4 separate regions of the Mus musculus genome follow, and regions 1, 2 and 4 are each linked to region 3. Evidence: chromatin contacts called from public Hi-C, HiChIP or PLAC-seq and promoter capture Hi-C data. All regions are on one chromosome and are shown on one strand. Each heading gives the region's core, a stretch centred on a gene start, on an enhancer-like site or on the middle of the called end of the contact. The rest is flanking DNA. Distances are from core to core; before and after follow the strand shown.

The links. Promoter capture Hi-C pulls out the DNA fragments that hold promoters and counts their contacts. Hi-C and Micro-C count contacts between places; a contact is called where the count stands out from the background. HiChIP or PLAC-seq counts read pairs in DNA pulled down with a chosen protein or histone mark.
Region 1: an H3K4me3 HiChIP or PLAC-seq map of bone marrow-derived macrophages shows a contact between it and region 3, with 7 times the contacts expected there. The contact joins the promoter of Vamp5 here to the promoter of Immt in region 3. A contact is called at or near these places in 6 of 39 promoter capture datasets (the C10 cell line, hippocampal neurons, liver and 2 more), 1 of 484 Hi-C or Micro-C datasets (CD4 T cells), 3 of 115 datasets of contacts at active chromatin or transcription factors (astrocytes, bone marrow-derived macrophages and pancreatic cancer cells) and 2 of 9 other capture datasets (liver and macrophages).
Region 2: a contact with region 3 is called in a Hi-C map of natural killer cells, with 5 times the contacts expected there. The contact joins the promoter of Rnf181 here to the promoter of Immt in region 3. A contact is called at or near these places in 8 of 39 promoter capture datasets (the C10 cell line, the HPC-7 cell line, cranial neural crest and 4 more), 2 of 484 Hi-C or Micro-C datasets (CD4 T cells and natural killer cells), 6 of 115 datasets of contacts at active chromatin or transcription factors (bone marrow-derived macrophages, embryonic midbrain, embryonic stem cells and 3 more) and 4 of 9 other capture datasets (adipose tissue, liver, macrophages and 1 more).
Region 4: a promoter capture Hi-C map of pre-B cells shows a contact between it and region 3. The contact joins the promoter of Usp39 here to the promoter of Immt in region 3. A contact is called at or near these places in 18 of 39 promoter capture datasets (the 3T3-L1 cell line, 3T3-L1-derived adipocytes, the C10 cell line and 13 more), 5 of 484 Hi-C or Micro-C datasets (B cells, CD4 T cells, natural killer cells and 2 more), 12 of 115 datasets of contacts at active chromatin or transcription factors (the NIH/3T3 cell line, astrocytes, bone marrow-derived macrophages and 8 more) and 4 of 9 other capture datasets (adipose tissue, liver, macrophages and 1 more).

Annotation. Positions count from the first base shown.
Region 1 is chr6:72,379,051-72,382,931 of GRCm38.p6, forward strand. Vamp5 (vesicle-associated membrane protein 5) reads right to left here and starts at 1,418. Exons shown (of 3, transcript NM_016872.4): 1 at 1,331-1,418. The coding sequence starts at 1,333. It overlaps Gm52494 (a long non-coding RNA gene), which reads left to right and starts at 232. Exons shown (of 3, transcript XR_003956310.1): 1 at 232-723; 2 at 847-1,054.
Region 2 is chr6:72,360,940-72,364,808 of GRCm38.p6, forward strand. Rnf181 (ring finger protein 181) reads right to left here and starts at 1,493. Exons shown (of 5, transcript NM_025607.4): 1 at 1,302-1,493; 2 at 473-600; 3 at 178-287; 4 at 1-10. The coding sequence starts at 1,426.
Region 3 is chr6:71,829,576-71,833,758 of GRCm38.p6, forward strand. Immt (inner membrane protein, mitochondrial) reads left to right here and starts at 1,745. Exons shown (of 15, transcript NM_001253681.1): 1 at 1,745-1,940. The coding sequence starts at 1,896.
Region 4 is chr6:72,342,733-72,346,700 of GRCm38.p6, forward strand. It overlaps Usp39 (ubiquitin specific peptidase 39), which reads right to left and starts at 2,443. Exons shown (of 13, transcript NM_138592.4): 1 at 2,153-2,443; 2 at 167-236. The coding sequence starts at 2,417.

The DNA.
Region 1 (3,881 bases), core at 168-2,667, 550 kb after region 3:
CAAGCGTGCATACCACACATGCAAAAAAATATTGCTCATTTCCATCTCTCATTTTCATCTCCTCCATCACTGTTTTGTGCTATTCCAATGGCAAAAAAGAATTTTTTTCTTAAATCATTTTGACTGAATGAGTCCCAGTGAAGAAAAGGGAAAGGAAAGGGAAATCAGTTGGGGGTGGGGGTATATATGGTAGTCAGAGGGATGGGATGCAGGAGGAAAGAGCTGGAGACAGAAAGGGGGACAAGGGAAGAAGAGATAGATGATGGAGCTGGAGACAGGCTGAAGGGATAAAATTAATGCATCCCCCAGACTCTGAACCCCCAAGGTTCTCCTGAACAGCCAGATAACCTAACCTGGCGCAGCCTTCTTTTCAGAACTTCTCCTCAAGAGCTGAGAGCCAGTTGAAAGACCATCTCTGCCCTGTACTCTCGGAAGTGGGCTCTCAGCTCCAGCCCATTCTCAGAGCCTCCCTCGGTTTCCTGGTGTGGCCTCAAAGCTTAGGGCTACCTTCCTGCCACACTTCCCTTTCCTGCCTCCAGTTCCCTAGAGATGAGGCCATCCAGGCATTGCCACCCCTAGCCAGGCCACATCCATCCCATCTTAGAGTACTAAACTTGCTTCCAGTCTGGCCACCTTCCCAGGAGCCCTGGAAGGTGGGATCCAGGCATCAGTGGTCCCTGACACTTTTGTCTTGGAAATGGCAAGTCTGCAGCAGGAGTGAATGTAGGTGACTCAACTCATGATTATGTTACTAGGTAGAGGTTAGGAAAGAGTCAGCAGGCTGGGTCACAGGGATAACTTCATGGAACTTTTATAGTAAACAACTTATTTTCTCTTTTCCCCCAGGGAAGTGTTTATCTGTCAGCACGTCAGCACGGGGCCTCTACCAGGCATCTGCTCAGGTTTCCAACCCTTGGGCCAGCTCTGGCTCCTCTTAGCCTGGGGAAGAGCTGGAGAGGTCATCGCATTACCTACCACTTCTCAGCAAAGGGTTCTGAGTGCCTGGCAGCAGCGACCATAAACATCTTCTTTAACCTCTCAAGGACCCACCAAGGTAAGTATTGCTGCCCCTACTTCACTGCGCGGAAAAGGAGGCTCGTGGAGGTTAAGTAACTTGCCCGGTATTGCCGGGAGCTGATAACTGCTCCAGGAGCGTGGGAAGCTGTAGCACCGCTCACTCTGCCCCGACGGGGCGCACTCCGAAGTCTCCCTCCCCGGTTGCCTGCAAAGTTGGGGACTAGTCCGTGCGACCAGCGTGACCTATGCCCCTGGGGTTCAGAATCCTGCTTTTTGCCCCTGCACAATCGCCCTCTGCCCCTGCCCGTCTCACCATTGCCTCCGCAGCCGCCGCCGCTGCCTGCTCGCCGGCTCCGATTCCTCTGCCCCGAGCGGCCTCAGTGCCCGCGGCCCGGGAGGAAGCCGTGGGGCGGGGCGGGCCCGCAGCCCAAGAGGGAGGGGGGCGCGCCTTCTCAGAGGTGCCCGTCCCGGGCAAACCGAAAGCGGTGACAGGACCCGTGGGGCGCCTCCTACCGGGCCACAGGCGTCCGATTTCCGATGACACCCCAGCCTGGTGAATTGGGGACCGATGTCTCTTGGATCTGGGGCTGCATCAGGAGTTAGCCCAGGAGGCGTCATTCCGTCATGCAAAAAGCATCTGTGGGAGCTATGTGCTGGAGCTGACATGAACAAGCCAGAAGTATTTGCCACCTTGGTGAGTGCGTCTCACCCGAAATTAAAAACACACCAACCACTCCAAAGTTCTGATTATTTACAGACGGAACAGGCAGTATTCTGAATACATTGTATGTCACCGAGTTATACCCTTAAAAATGGTAAGCTAGGGCTGGTGAGATGGCTCAGTGGGTAAGAGCACCCGACTGCTCTTCCGAAGGTCCGGAGTTCAAATCCCAGCAACCACATGGTGGCTCACAACCATCTGTAACAAGATCTGACGCCCTCTTCTGGAGTGTCTGAAGACAGCTACAGTGTACTTACATATAATAAATAAATAAATCTTTTTAAAAAATGGACTCGCGTTGTGGAAAGAACCAACTCCTGCAAGTTGGCCTCTGATCTCCATACATTGGGGGAGGAAGATTTTTAAAATGCTAAAGTGTTGCAGACATTTCTGTGAGCTAAAAGTCTCAATGGTGTGTGGATGGATCTCAAGTTTTGAACCAACAAGAGGCAGAAGAGGCAAAGGAGAAGATGGGAGCCAGCTTCCAAAGTGGTACTCAAGCAGAGACCATCTCTTTTGGATAAGAATAAAATACAAACTACACAGACTGTCTTGAAGAGTTTCACAGCATGAGTTTAGGACAGAGTTGCAAGCTGCTGCAAGGAAAACAAACAGGTGTTGCCCAGCCTGAGAACACACACTTTCTCTTAGATTCCTGGTGTGGGCCTTGCGGGATGGTCCTCTAACAGGTGAGGAAGATGGAGTTCTTGACGAAGAGAGATGCCGAGGAAACTGCGGCTTTTCTTGCAGAACTGGGAACTGAGAAGTCCTTTCCTTAATCTCATTGGCCCGTCCCAGCCTCAGGCCAACTTCAAGGTTAAAATGAGGTTGTTTGTAAAGAACTGTGCAAAAGGTGCAGAAAGCCTGAAGACTTGTAAAGGATACGCTGTGCTCTGAATTCCACAAAAAGCTCACGGAGGAATATATTAAGTGGTGCTGTTTTATGTGCTTAATCGAAGGCTAAAATGTGAGACCGCAGAGACGGCTCAGCAGTTAAGAGTCCTGGCTGCCCCTCCAGAGGACTGAGGTTTAATTGTCAGCACCTACATGCCAGCTCACTACATGCCAGCTCACTACATGCCAGCTCACTACATGCCAGCTCACTGCGGTCTGTTAACTCCAGCTCCGGGGGATCCGATGCCCTGTTCTGGCCTCCAAGGACACGTGTCACACATGGTCACAGTCACACATGCAGAGGAAGCATCTTTACACATAAAATAAAAATAATTTAAAGAACAAAGAGTTTTTAAAAAGACTTTAGTTTTAAGGCAAAAACTCAATTGTAAATGGATGCTGGGGATGGGCTTGCCTGTTTTGCCCCAAGCCCTGGGTTTGATGTCCCGCATCATACAAACCAGACTTGGTGGTAGATGGCAGCATCGGCGAGCCAGCAGCAGAAGGGTCAAGGTTCACAGCCATGGCCTGCTGTCTAATGAATGTGAGCAGTTACTACATGAGAGCCTGCCCGAAGACAAAATAAAACAAAACCAAACAGAAAACTGAGCTGGCTCTGTAGCTATGGTTGTGATCCTAACACTTAAGAGGATGAGGCAGGAGGATTGACTGAGTTTGAGACCAGCCTGGGTCATATATAGTAAATTCCAGGACAGCTTAACCTAGGCTTCAAGGCTACAAAGTAAGACTTTGTCTATTAAAAGAAAGAAAGAAAGAAAGAAAGAAAGAAAGAAAGAAAGAAAGAAAGAAAGAAAGAAAGGAAGAAAGGAAGAAAGAGAAAAGAGAAGAAAACAACAGAAAAGAAAAGAAAGGAAAAGAAAAGAGGAGAAAAGAAGAGAAAAAAGAAGGCCATGTGAATTTGACTCCAATGTAAAATGAAAGCAGCCTCTTACAGGAAGTGCTGACTCTGGCTTTTCTCTGTTCTAAACTCTTTTTTTTTTTCCTTTCCGAGACAGGGTTTCTCCGTATAGTCTTGGCTGTCCTGGAACTCATTCTGTAAACCAGGCTGGCCTCACACTCAGAAATCCACCTGCCTCTGCTTCCCGAGTGCTGGGATTAAAGGCGTGCGCCACCACTGCCCAGCTGTTCTAAACGCTTGTAGGCCTGTTCCTTTGCTGGAGATGCTGGTGTGCTTCTAGATTTGTGTAGCCTTCCTGAGCTGCTGTGGAGAAATAGTTAAAGCCATCTT
Region 2 (3,869 bases), core at 243-2,742, 530 kb after region 3:
AGGAATTTGTCTAGAGAAATCAAGAGCGGTATTCCGGTCCTTTCCTGCTCCTGCCTTCCAGCCCTGCTCTCTCCCTTGATTTCACCCCAGTCCATTACCAAAAAAAAAAAAAAAAAAAAAGCCGCTTAGGAACTGGCGGGAACTGGTGTTGGGGCCGGGAAGGGATGGACCGAGTACCTTACTTAGCCAGGGCAGAATGCAGTTGGAATGGAAGAGATGATGGCAGGGCATCTCAATCACAGTCTCCTCCGCCTCAAATTCCAAAAGGCACACGGGGCACTTGAGATCTTGAAGAGGAAGTGTCGATCAGGAGAGCAGTTAAGGCCCAACCCAACCTCCCACTCAGACACAGGCTTGGCCTAGAACACTAACAGGCCAGATTGTTGGTGGCTAGGGGGAGTCGGCAGGCAGGCAGGTCTGGCTTATCTGCCCTAAACAGAAAAAAAAAACAAAAAAGGCCTTGTGTCCTCACCAGCCTTGGCGCTACTGATGACTGTTCTAGGGAGGCTCTCCACCACAGCCTTGGCAGCTGGTGGGGGAAGGTGGTGTTCCCAATCTACCAATCCCAGGTCCTCAAAGTCCATCCTATTAAAGAGTGATCTGAGGGAGAAAGTATAAATCAGAACTAAGGAAATCATCTAGTTCCGGCCCCCATAATCCACTGGGAAATACCTGTCCTGGCTAAAATAGTAATAATAACGAATAGTGCACAAGAGCTCCTCAGTAGGGTGGGAGCCAGAGGTGGTGGCCCATGCATTTAGTCACAACACTTGGGAGGCTGTGAGTTCGAGGCCAGTCAGGGATACATAGTGAGATTGTCTCTAAGCAAAACACACACACACGAAACAAACCCACCAGCACAGCTCTCAATCAACCCCGGCTCGCTTTTCCCTTTTTCTTTCTACCTCCCAAGTAGTTGGATTAAAGGTGTGCACTATCACTCCAGGCAACTTTCCCATTTTACTAGAAATAGCAGTCTCAAAGAAGTCGTTCAGGAATAAGCCAAAGTTGATTCCAGGACAGCAGTGAGTTTCTCTCCTTGCTTATTACTAGCAAAACACTACCCAGTTTACACACTTGGGCACAGGCCGTGTCCGCCCCCATGACAATCTTGTCCCGTGCCTCCCTTTGCTACACCCACCCTTTCTATCTTCGTCTTTCCCACGATCCCCTGGCGGGCCCTACTCATTAATAGCCCAAATTAACGACTCCGACTCGACTAATCGCGTCGCCCTGACTAACATTATTTACCCCACCTCCCAGGTTAACCCGCCCTCTCCGCCAAACCCCAACCCAGAAACCTGCCGCCCGGGGCCCAGCTCCAAGCCCCGCGCACTCTTCTCGCGAGTTCCAGCAACATATTGTTGCGGGCCTCACGCTCAGGGTTCAACGGCTCGCAGTCGTGCTCATCAAAATAAGACGCCATGGCTCCTGGGCTGCCGGGCTTGTCTGACACAGCTTTAGGTTGCCGCTGGAGAGCCGAATCCAGCGCTGGCCAATAAGCGATCGAATTTCAAGAGGAGAGCCAATCAGAGTGCTCCTGGGGTGGGCATAGTGACTCGCACACAGAGGCGGAAGTACCGATGCAGCCGCCTCTCGTTGGTTGGATAAGTCAGGTGACCAAAGACTAAAGCCAATGGGGTTGGAGAAAGAGGAAATTCCGGGGACTTTTCGGAGCCAGGATCTGAGGGCTCTCGCCGGTTTCTAGAAGTGCCAGTCCAAGCCGGAAGTATCTCTACTGTGTCTCCTTGGCTGAGTTTACCTGCATGTTCCACCTACTCCCTGAAAGGAAAATTCCCACGCATTGATTATGTTTTATGCATAAAAATGGGTGAAGGGCCTGGAGAGATGGCTCAGCGCACCCAAGTTTTAGTCCCAGCACCCACTGGATGGCGCACAACACTATTTCCAGAGGGTCTGATGCTCTGCGGGCACCAGGCAAATAAGTGACAGACAGACAGACATGCAGCAAGACACCCACTCGTATTATAAATAAATAAAGCAATCGATGGTGCATGTCTTTAAGTCTGGCACTCAGGAGGCAGAGCCAGGTGTTTTTCTGTGAGTGGGAGGCCAGCCAAGGCTAAAAAGTTGAGACCTTGTCTCAATCAATAAAAATAAAAATTAAAACAAATAAATATAAACAATAAAAGAAGGAAAATAGACAAAACCATGCATGATTAGGAGTTCAACTTGGGCAGTTTACTGTAATTCCAGCTCCAGGTAATGCCTCTTTGCTCCTCCTCCCCGGTACCTACATTCACCTGACAAAGCACACATAGTTATAAAATAAATTTTTTTGAAATTTTTGAAAAGGGGGGGAGTGACCGCCAGAGGATTGCAAACTTAAGACCAGCGTGGGCTACATAGTAAAATCCTGTCTTTAAAAAAATTCAAAGGAGAGGCATATTCAGGAAAAGAGCATTCCATAAATACCTGATTGTAATTGTCTAGTACTGTAGTGCGGCACCTCAGAGGGGCCTTAGAGTTCATGCTGAGCATCTGCTCTACCACTGACCTGGGTCTCAGAAGTAGCTTGCCCAAAGTGAGTGCTGCTGACCCACCTAGCAGGGCAAAGTGCTATCCCCCCATCTTTCTCAGAAGAGGAAGATGATAATAAACCCAAGGAAGGTAACAAGTGCTTAGAGCTCTCAAGGTGGCATACACCCATCGTCTCAGAATTTAAGAGGCCACTGGGCTTTTAGGGAAACACTGCCTCTAACAAACAAACAAACAAACAAACAGTATTGTCTTAAGCCCTGTATGTTTGTTATCTTTTTGTCAACTTGACATAAGCTAAGATCATCTGGGAAGAAGGACCCTCAAACCCTGAGAAAATGCCTCCATTCCATTGGCCTGTAGACTAGTCATTTTCTTGATTAATGACTGATATAGACGGGCCCAGCTCACAGTGGGAAGTAACACCCCAGGGCAGGTCCTGGGGTGTATAGGAAGCAGGATGAAAGAGCCGGTCAGCAGTGTTCTTCCATAGCCTCTGCTGCAGCTCTTGCCTCATGTTCTTGCCATGATTTTCCGTCCTGACTTACCTTCATGGTGGAGTATAATTTTAAGATGAAATAAACCCTCTCCTCCACAAGTTGCTTTTGGTCATGGTGTTTTAACACACAAAACAAAAAGGAAACCGAGTACCAGGACTGGGGTATTGCTGTGGACATATTATTCTTAGGAAGACCGGGAAGGATGACGAAGAGGAGCTGGGAAAGTTGTTCAAGTGCTTAGATCGAGCTGTCTTCAGGCGCACCAGAAGAGGGCATCAGATCCCATTTCTGATGGGTGTGAGCCACCGTGTGGTTGCTGAAATTGAACTCAGGACCTCTAGAAGAGCAATCAGTGCTCTTAACTGCTGAGCCATCTCTCTAACCCAAGTGCTTAGACCTTAATGAACTGTTGTGGGAACTTGGAAGATAATGCTGAGAGCACTGCAGATGACGGAGGCCTGGCTTAATGACGTTTCAGAGGGAAGCTTGTGAGTCCTTTAAAGACTCTGTTGGGGCTATTTATGAGATATATTTTCATTGAGAATCGGTGGCTCTGGGAAGCTGGTGCTAAAGAATCAGCCATGACTGCCAAAAGGCCAGTACCATTAAAAAGTGAAACCTTAGCTCTACTGGGACAATCCATGCTGGTTAGCTAGAGATGAGAAATCAGCAGTGATTAAGAAGATGGGGTCTGGAGAAATGGCTCAGAGGTCAAGAGCACTGATTCTTCTTCCTGAAGTCCTGAGTTCAATTCCCATCAAGCAGTTGGTGGCTCACACCCATCTGTATGGGATCTGATGCCCTCTTCTGGTGTGTCTGAAGTCAGCTACAGTGTACTCATATACATAAAATAAATAAAATCTTTAGAAG
Region 3 (4,183 bases), core at 495-2,994:
AGGGTTTCTCTGTGTAGCCTTCACTGTCCTGGAACTCACTTTGTAGACCAGGCTGGCCTCGAACTCAGAAATCCGCCTTCCTCTGCCTCCCAAGTGCTGGGATTAAAGGCATGCGCCACCAATGCCCGGCTTAAGATTTATTTTTATAAATCATGTCTGTGTCTGTATCTGGAGGGCTCTCTGATAATTTATAGGAAGTTGTAAGCTGCCTGATATTGGGGCTGTGAACTGAATCTGGGTCCTCTACAAGAATAATATATGCTCTTAGACATTGAACCATTTCTCCAGCCCTGAAGAATGAGATCTTAAAGCCAAGGAGACTGTCTGTAGTACAAGGTCCGAAGTGTAGTACAAAAGCAGCCCCGGGTCAACAGTGTGCGAGACGTTATCACGCTGGCAAGAACCAGAGCAGCGGTGAACAGGGATGGAGCCAGACTGCTAGATTTACTAAGAAAATGGGAGGACTGGAGGCTGTCGAATGATGACATGACAAAGATCGACAAGTACATTACTGAAGTGCTCTGAAAAGCTTGGCATGTATAGAACGTAGATAATATAGAACATAAACACATTTTTGATATTTTTCAAATCTTTCCTGTTTTTTGTTTGAAATTTATGTAGTCCAATCCTGCAACAGCCTCCCAAGTGCTGTCATTTACAGTGTGACCACAACACTGGACTTCATTTATTTTATAAATGAAAATAAAAGTGCAGCTTTTTTTTATCTGTATCGTATCATAACAAATCACCTACTTATGGCTTGTAAGTATTTTGCAAACAGATTTGTTGTTTTGTGGTTTTCAAGACAGGGTCTCAATATATTCAGCTGGCTGTCCTGGAACTCTGTAGATCAAGCTGGCCTTGAACTCAAAAGATATCTGCCTACCTCTACCTCTCTAGCGCTGGGATTAAAAGCATGCACGACTAGGTCCAGCCTCCAACAGATTTTGAAAATTATTTTTCTATGTTATTATGGTAAGAGAACCACATAATCATAGTGGAATTTACATAGAATATTAACGACAGTCAATTTTTAACACATTGTTAAACTCAGAACGCTTGGAAGAGTCTTCCAAACCGTCCCCAAAACTGCGACCGAAATCATCTTTATAAAATAAAAGTGGCAAAAAAAAAAAAAAAAAAAAAAAAAAAGCGGTGTGACTTAAGTAAAAACCTGAACTTAGAATTTGGGTTCCTATCCGTTCTCTACTATTTAAAGACACCGGAAACACATTCTGCCCCAGGATGCCTTCAGCACATTCGCTTATTCTTCAGCAACCCTTTGGAAAAGAAAAAAAAAAAAAAAAAAAAAAAAAAAAAACCAAAAAAAAAAAAAAAACCCTGTAGGCATACGTGTGCCTCAGCTCCATAAAGAAGTCAGCGGACAACTAATTGGAATCGATTCTATTGCCACCAGAGAGGTCGCAAATTTCAGGTCGTCAGGACTGGGAGCAGGCGTCCCTACCGGATCCACCTCCCCATCCCTTTAATTCTAAGAGTCTAATTCTAATTTAATTCACCAACGCTTTAATTCTAAGAGTCACAGTCGAACTTTACACAGCACTCTCCGGCCAGTTCACCTAGTAACCCGGTCATCTGCAGACAAACTAGCGCCCAAGCGCGACCCGGAAGGAGAACCTGCCCTTCCGCCTCCTAGTCGCCAATCACCGCTTTACTCCCCTTTTCGCAGCCGGGGTGAGTCCCACCCTCAGGGAGCCGCCTCGGCTGTAGCAGGGGAGGAGGCGGCGCGTGCGCAGTGGTGCCGGTGGCCCTTCCGGTGCGCCGGACGCAGCTAGGCTGTACAGACGCGGGCACGCACACCAGCACGCACGCCCTCCTCTCGTGCGGCCGCGGTCGTTCCCGCGTCCACCAGCAGCGCTGTCGCTTCGGCAGAAATGCTGCGGGCCTGTCAGTTATCCGGCGTGACCGTCGCGGCCCAGGTGAGCGTGGGGTCTCTCCGAAGGGGCGCGTGGTCACGCTGACTGCGGACTGCCAACGGACAACGTGAGAGGCATCCATGATGCGCACCCCCCCCAGGCAGAGCCACCCCTAGTGCGGGGAACCGAGGCAGTCCTCTAGGGCGGCCGCTGGACTGGAATGACTCGAGGGTTATTGCTGAAGAAGCGGGCTGGGGTGTGGAGCGCGGGGAGGCGGGTGTGCCGCTGAGGCGTGGCTTCAGGGACCTGGTATCCAATCAGTACCTCCTTATCTCAGTCTCGGACCAATCCTGGCTGCTGGCGTCTGGGCCGCCGGTTGGGCACGTGATAGGTTTCCAATCGTGAAGGTCGGCGCGGGAGAACTACAGTTCCCAGCAGGGATTGCTTCTCAGGGCTTGTTGCATCTTTAATAAGCAGGTTCCTGGACTGGTGGAGAGCCTAGGGGTCAAAGTTGCTGTTAATCTGGGAGTGGGTTCCTTTTGTTTCCGTAGCCGAGAGCGCCTTTGAGCTAGTCTTATAGTAAAAGGTGAAAGATTTTTCATTTCTCGAGCTTAAACTTCTGGTGCTGAAGGAGGACAGAAGTCATGACCTTGTGCTTATTTCTGAGATTAGCTTGGGGATCAGTGTCTCTAAGCACTGGAACCATGTCTGACATTCAGGTATCTTAGGCGCCCTGTTTTGTCTCTCTTTAATTTTTCATAACTGTCAGTATAACTTTCTACAGTTGAAAATAAAAACCCCATTTCCATTACTCAGAAGTTTTAGAAAACTAACACTTGAAAGGTTATGAGGAACATGCTGCAACTTGAGCAGTAATTGGATAAAGTTTCGAGACAGGGTCATCCTGAGATGATTGAAGTTAAGCAGTTTTGTTCTTTATTTTTGCTTTACTGTTTGTCCTTCAGCCTCTTGCATAGGGAAGTGAGCCCCGTATTAGTTTTCTGTTGGTATTTATCCAACAGCACACATTAAGCAGCCTGTAACTACACCCTCATTGATTATCTTCCAGTTTTTGTAGTAGTCTGGACATTAGTGTTGTGGAGTCTCAGCTTAGAGTCATGCAAGGCTTTGTTGAGAAGTATTAGCTGTGCTTTGATTCTCATTTGTAGATAGTACTTTTTACTTCCTCCAAATTCATAATTAGCTAAATCCAGCCCCTTCAGGTGTTGCACTAAAGTCCATGTTCTCTCCTGTGTCTTGCAGGTGGCTGCTCTCAGCTTTTAGAACCTTCTAACAATTTCTTGCCACAAGGCACTTACAGGCCATTCCTAACACCAAACACGAAACACAACACATTTAGTATTACCATGTGCTTCTTTCTGTCTTTACTTCAACATCTCTTCTCTCATTGATTTATTTACTAGACTAGCCCTACCTGAGTAACTTCCCTAATTCAGATTTCTTTTTGGGGAGCTCAGTTAGAGACTAAAACATGAATGGTATTCTAGCTCTCAACAAACATTTTAAAGTTCCCTGAAGTCACTGTCAACAAATTCATAGGTTTATTGTCATTACCTCTTCATTCATTCTGTAGCATTTGATATTGCTGCTTATTTGTGTGTGTGTCTATCTGTCTGTCTGAGAGAGAGAGAGTGAGAGAGAGTGTGTGTGTGTGTGAATGAATGAATATGTGTACATGTACACACCTATGGAGGCCAGAAGAGGATACTGTATCCCCCAGTGCTAAGGTTAATCAGTGGTTGTAGACTCCCTGACACTGATACTGAACTCAGGTCCTCTGGAAGAACATTAAATATAAGTGAGCTTTTCCATTTATGGCCCTGTTCCTGTGTAATGACTTGGGAGGCTTATTATTCATGAATAAATGCCTAGGTCTTAAGCAGGGCTTGTCCCCTGACTAGTTAGTATCTTATATGTCTCATTTATACTATTCTATGTCTGCGGCCTGGCTGGTTACCTCTCCTCGGTTTCATACCCAGTCCAGGTTGTGAATCTTCTGTGATTATTTTCCTGAGTGTTCTCATTCTCTCTCTTTCTTTCTTTCTTTCTTTCTTTCTTTCTTTCTCTCTCTCTCTCTTTCTCCCACCTCCCTTCCTCCCCTTCTGTCTCTCCCTCTCTCCCCTTCTTCCTCCTCTCAATTTTGCATTTATGTTTTTACATTCAATTTTGTTTTGTTTTTTCCAGAGCTGAGGACTGAACCCAGGGCCTTGTGCTTGCTAGGCAAGTGCTCTACCACTGAGCTAAATCCCCAACCCCTCAAATTTGTTTTTTATCAACTTACCAAA
Region 4 (3,968 bases), core at 1,193-3,692, 510 kb after region 3:
AAAATACCAACATACATAAAATAAAAGTAAATTTTTAAAAATCCACTGATTTTGTTTGTTTGCATAGTATTGGTGATTAAACCTTGGGCTTATGACATGCCAGGCAACTGCTCTACTACTGAGATACATCACCAAGTCTTGCCCTCAGCCTTTCTATATTACTGACCTATTAATGGTATCCAAGTACGGGCAGTGACGACTCCTCCGGTCTTCAGAATCCACTCGGCCATTCTTTGCTGAGAAGAAATCCATACAGGCTGTTAAATGGGAAACTTGTGCTGGAAAGTAACTCAGTGGTAGAACACTTAACTAGCACAGGCAAGATCTGCTCAGTGGTAGAACACTTAACTAGCACAGGCAAGATCTGCTCAGTGGTAGAACACTTAACTAGCACAGGCAAGATCTGCTCAGTGGTAGAACACTTAACTAGCACAGCCAAGATCTGCTCAGTGGTAGAACACTTAACTAGCACAGCCAAGATCTGCTCAGTGGTAGAACACTTAACTAGCACAGCCAAGATCTGCTCAGTGGTAGAACACTTAACTAGCACAGGCAAGATCTGCTCAGTGGTAGAACACTTAACTAGCACAGCCAAGATCTGCTCCAGCATCATAAATGGAGGACTGGAGGCTCTCCTCAAATCACAGGCACAAAACAAGCAAACACAAAACAAAACAAAATCACCGAAATGGGAACATTTGATCACTAAGATTGGGAGAGTTTGATCAGTTAGGTTAGGTTCTAGGACAGCCAGGGACCACACACACACACATCTCAAAAAGATGAGCTTTTCCATTTCCTTTAGTGACAACATTCAAAAAAAGGCCACTAATGAAATAAGTTGCAAACTAAGAGTAGGTCTATTACATATATAACCAATGAAAGATTAATTTATATATTACATAAAGGAATCCAGGCAAGTGAGATGGCTTAGTAAAGGTGCTTACCAGCAACCCAACTATCTGAGTTCAATCCCTGTGACACACAGGCTAGGAGAGAAAACGGACTCCCACAAGTTGCCCACTGACTTCCACACATACACCATGGTACATGCATACACATAAATAAATGCCAGGCATTGGTGGTGTACATTAATCCTAGCCCTTGAGTGAGTAGGCTAGGTGAAATCTCTGAGTTTGAGGCCTACCGACAAAGTTCCAAGACAGCCAGGGCTACTTAGTAAGAGCCTGCCTAAATAAGCAAATAAATAAATAAATAAATATCAAATGGGCAGGAAAAGTATCATGAAATATATCACAAGTACTAAGATAAGCTGAATATCCTTAAATCTACTATTAGTACAAGAACTGTATTGGTTCTGAGAGTTAATCCTAATGTGTTAACTCTAACTAAAGTTAACCCTAATGTGTTAGCTTGACACAGCTTCATGGATGCTGACAGAAGCCACATGATCACAGACTAAAACAAAGAGTCTACTACAGCAATAACAGTACCCTATTATATGACATCTTTGCCAGATCCTAGAGTTAAGTCCCATAATAGAATAGAAAAAGAACCAGTGCTCATAGTGGGTTGCCTTACAGAAGATCCCTGCCCTTAAAGAAGATTATATCTTCTTGTGACCTTACTCCCTACCTATTGCTCTATGGAATAATACTATCTGTCTCCCAAGGCTGGTCATTACATCAGCATCCTTTACAAGACAACATGGAACAACCCCCATGCAAAACCCAGGAGAAGCATTAGTGTCTCCAAACTATTCAACTAGTACAAAGTCAATACTTGAGTTGAGTGCACTGGGACTCAACTAATGGTCTTATTCCAAAAATTACAACATGACTCTGACTCTTAGGAATTTGTGGGGGGTGGGGGGGAACGGAGAAGGGTCCATCTGTACAGTCGTCAGTAGAGCACCTGACCCACGTAGGCTATACGTGAATAGGGAGATGCTGTGATGTATTATGACAGGCAATCCAGCCTGCTGGATTCAAGCCTGGTCAGGGAGGCAGAAGAAAGGAAAAGTAAAAAGCAGACAAAAACTGGGCATCTCAGACTTCAAGAAGGGGAAGCAAGAGTCTAAGGCCATCTCTGGTTACAACTTCAAGTTCCTGAGACCCGTCTTTAAAAATATAGGAGGAGAAAGAAGAAAGCAGGCGAAGGAAGAGGACGCGCCCGGCCCGGCCCCGCGCACCTCGCACCTCCCGCTCGGGCTCCGAGTCTTCATCGGCCTCGCGCTCACGCTTCACCCGCACGACCGGGAGCGCGGGCGCCGGGACCTCTCGCGCAGCCGGCTCGGCCTCCCGCTTCACGCGGACCGGGCTACCCCGGGAGCTCGCCGCCTCGGGCTCCTTCTCACGGTCTCGCTCCTTCTTGATGCGACCCGAGCTGCCACGAGACTCGGACTCACGCTTCCCGCGGGTGGAACCATGGGACTGCCGCTTGGACCGGCTAGACATCGCCACCACCAGTTAGGAGCTTCCGCGCCGGCGCCGAGCACGGGCAGCAAGCAGCCAATCAGAAGTCGAGATGGCCTCATAGAAACGCAGCGCGCTACGAGTCGCTGTGAGGGACAATACAGGCTTATAAAACGTTATAAGCGCTGCTGGCCCAACCGAGATAGTTTCGAACATATTGTGTCCTTGTCCAACATCTCTTCACGGCTTAAATAGGAACCTTTCACAGGCTACTTTCATTTTAGGGAAAAGGAAGCTAGCACTCCACCCGAGATAGCTTCAGGACAATTTGTGTCTCGAAACGACGATCCAGAGATGTCCCCTGATCAGGGACTGATGACCTACACAGGAAAAGGAGTCAGTATTCCCAAATTAACTCCTTCATTCAGGCTTGTACCTGGGAACTTCAATTAGTATCATATTTAAAGGGCTCTTGAAATGAGTTTGCAAATACTCTGCTAAGGCGCATTTATTGTTTAGCTAATAAAACTTCAAATTCAGCCTTACCACTGAGTCATGCCTTAGTCCCTGCCTATTTGAACAGTTCCATCGAAGTATAATTGATATACAAGATAGTACACGTTTGATGTGTCTAATTTGCTAAATTGCGATGTATGAACACTTACAGATTCAAGAGAAGAAACTTGTCTCACCCCAGAAATGTCCTGTGCCCACGTGGAATCCCACCCAAACCACAATAGTGACTACATTTCCTAGAATTTTATGTTCAAGTATGAGTCGGTGTTTCCTCTTTCTGACCAGGTCTCATTCACGTCTAGGGTAAGGCAGTCTGTTCCTTTACTTTCAATATAACAATTCCATCAAGCAGATGCACTTGATTCTGTCACTGCTCTAATAAGTTTCTGATGTTTACATTTTAAACTGAAAACTTGGAAAGCTATACTCTCAGGATCAGGCAAAACAAATCCCAAAGTTTAAGGCCAACTGAGCTACATAGTTAATTCAAGACTATCCTAGGCTACATGCCAGAAGGAAAGAAACAAGAGAAGGCTATGCACTATTAGACCCTCAAAAGCCTTGGTTCCTCTCATGGTCAGTTAAGCAAGTGGTCTGGACACCAGCAGTGCAGCTCCAATGTGGCTGAAATAGGGACTGGGTATGGGTGGGGAAAACTTACCTACGTGAGCACTTGTCTGCCTCATTGCCTATCAGAGACAGATGTTTTTAGTATGTCCACTAATAAGCAAACAAACGGAGGAGATTGGCTCAATTGGTGAGAAAGCTTACTGTCCAAGCATGAGTCCAAAACTCCAGCACCCGTGGAAAAAGCTGACAGTGGGCTCATGCCTATAGTCCTAGCCATGTGGGAAATGGAGACAGGAGGACCACTAGGGCTTGGTGGCTGTCAGCTGAATTACAGGTTAAGTGAGAGGCCCTATCTCAAAGGAACAGGTAGAGAATACAGACAAGAGCACCCAGTGTCGTCCTCTTGCCTATACACACACACTACAAAAACAAAATTAAGGAAACCTAGGCACATTTAGATTAAAGAGTCAACCAAGTGGCATATATTAACATGTCTTCTTTAATTCT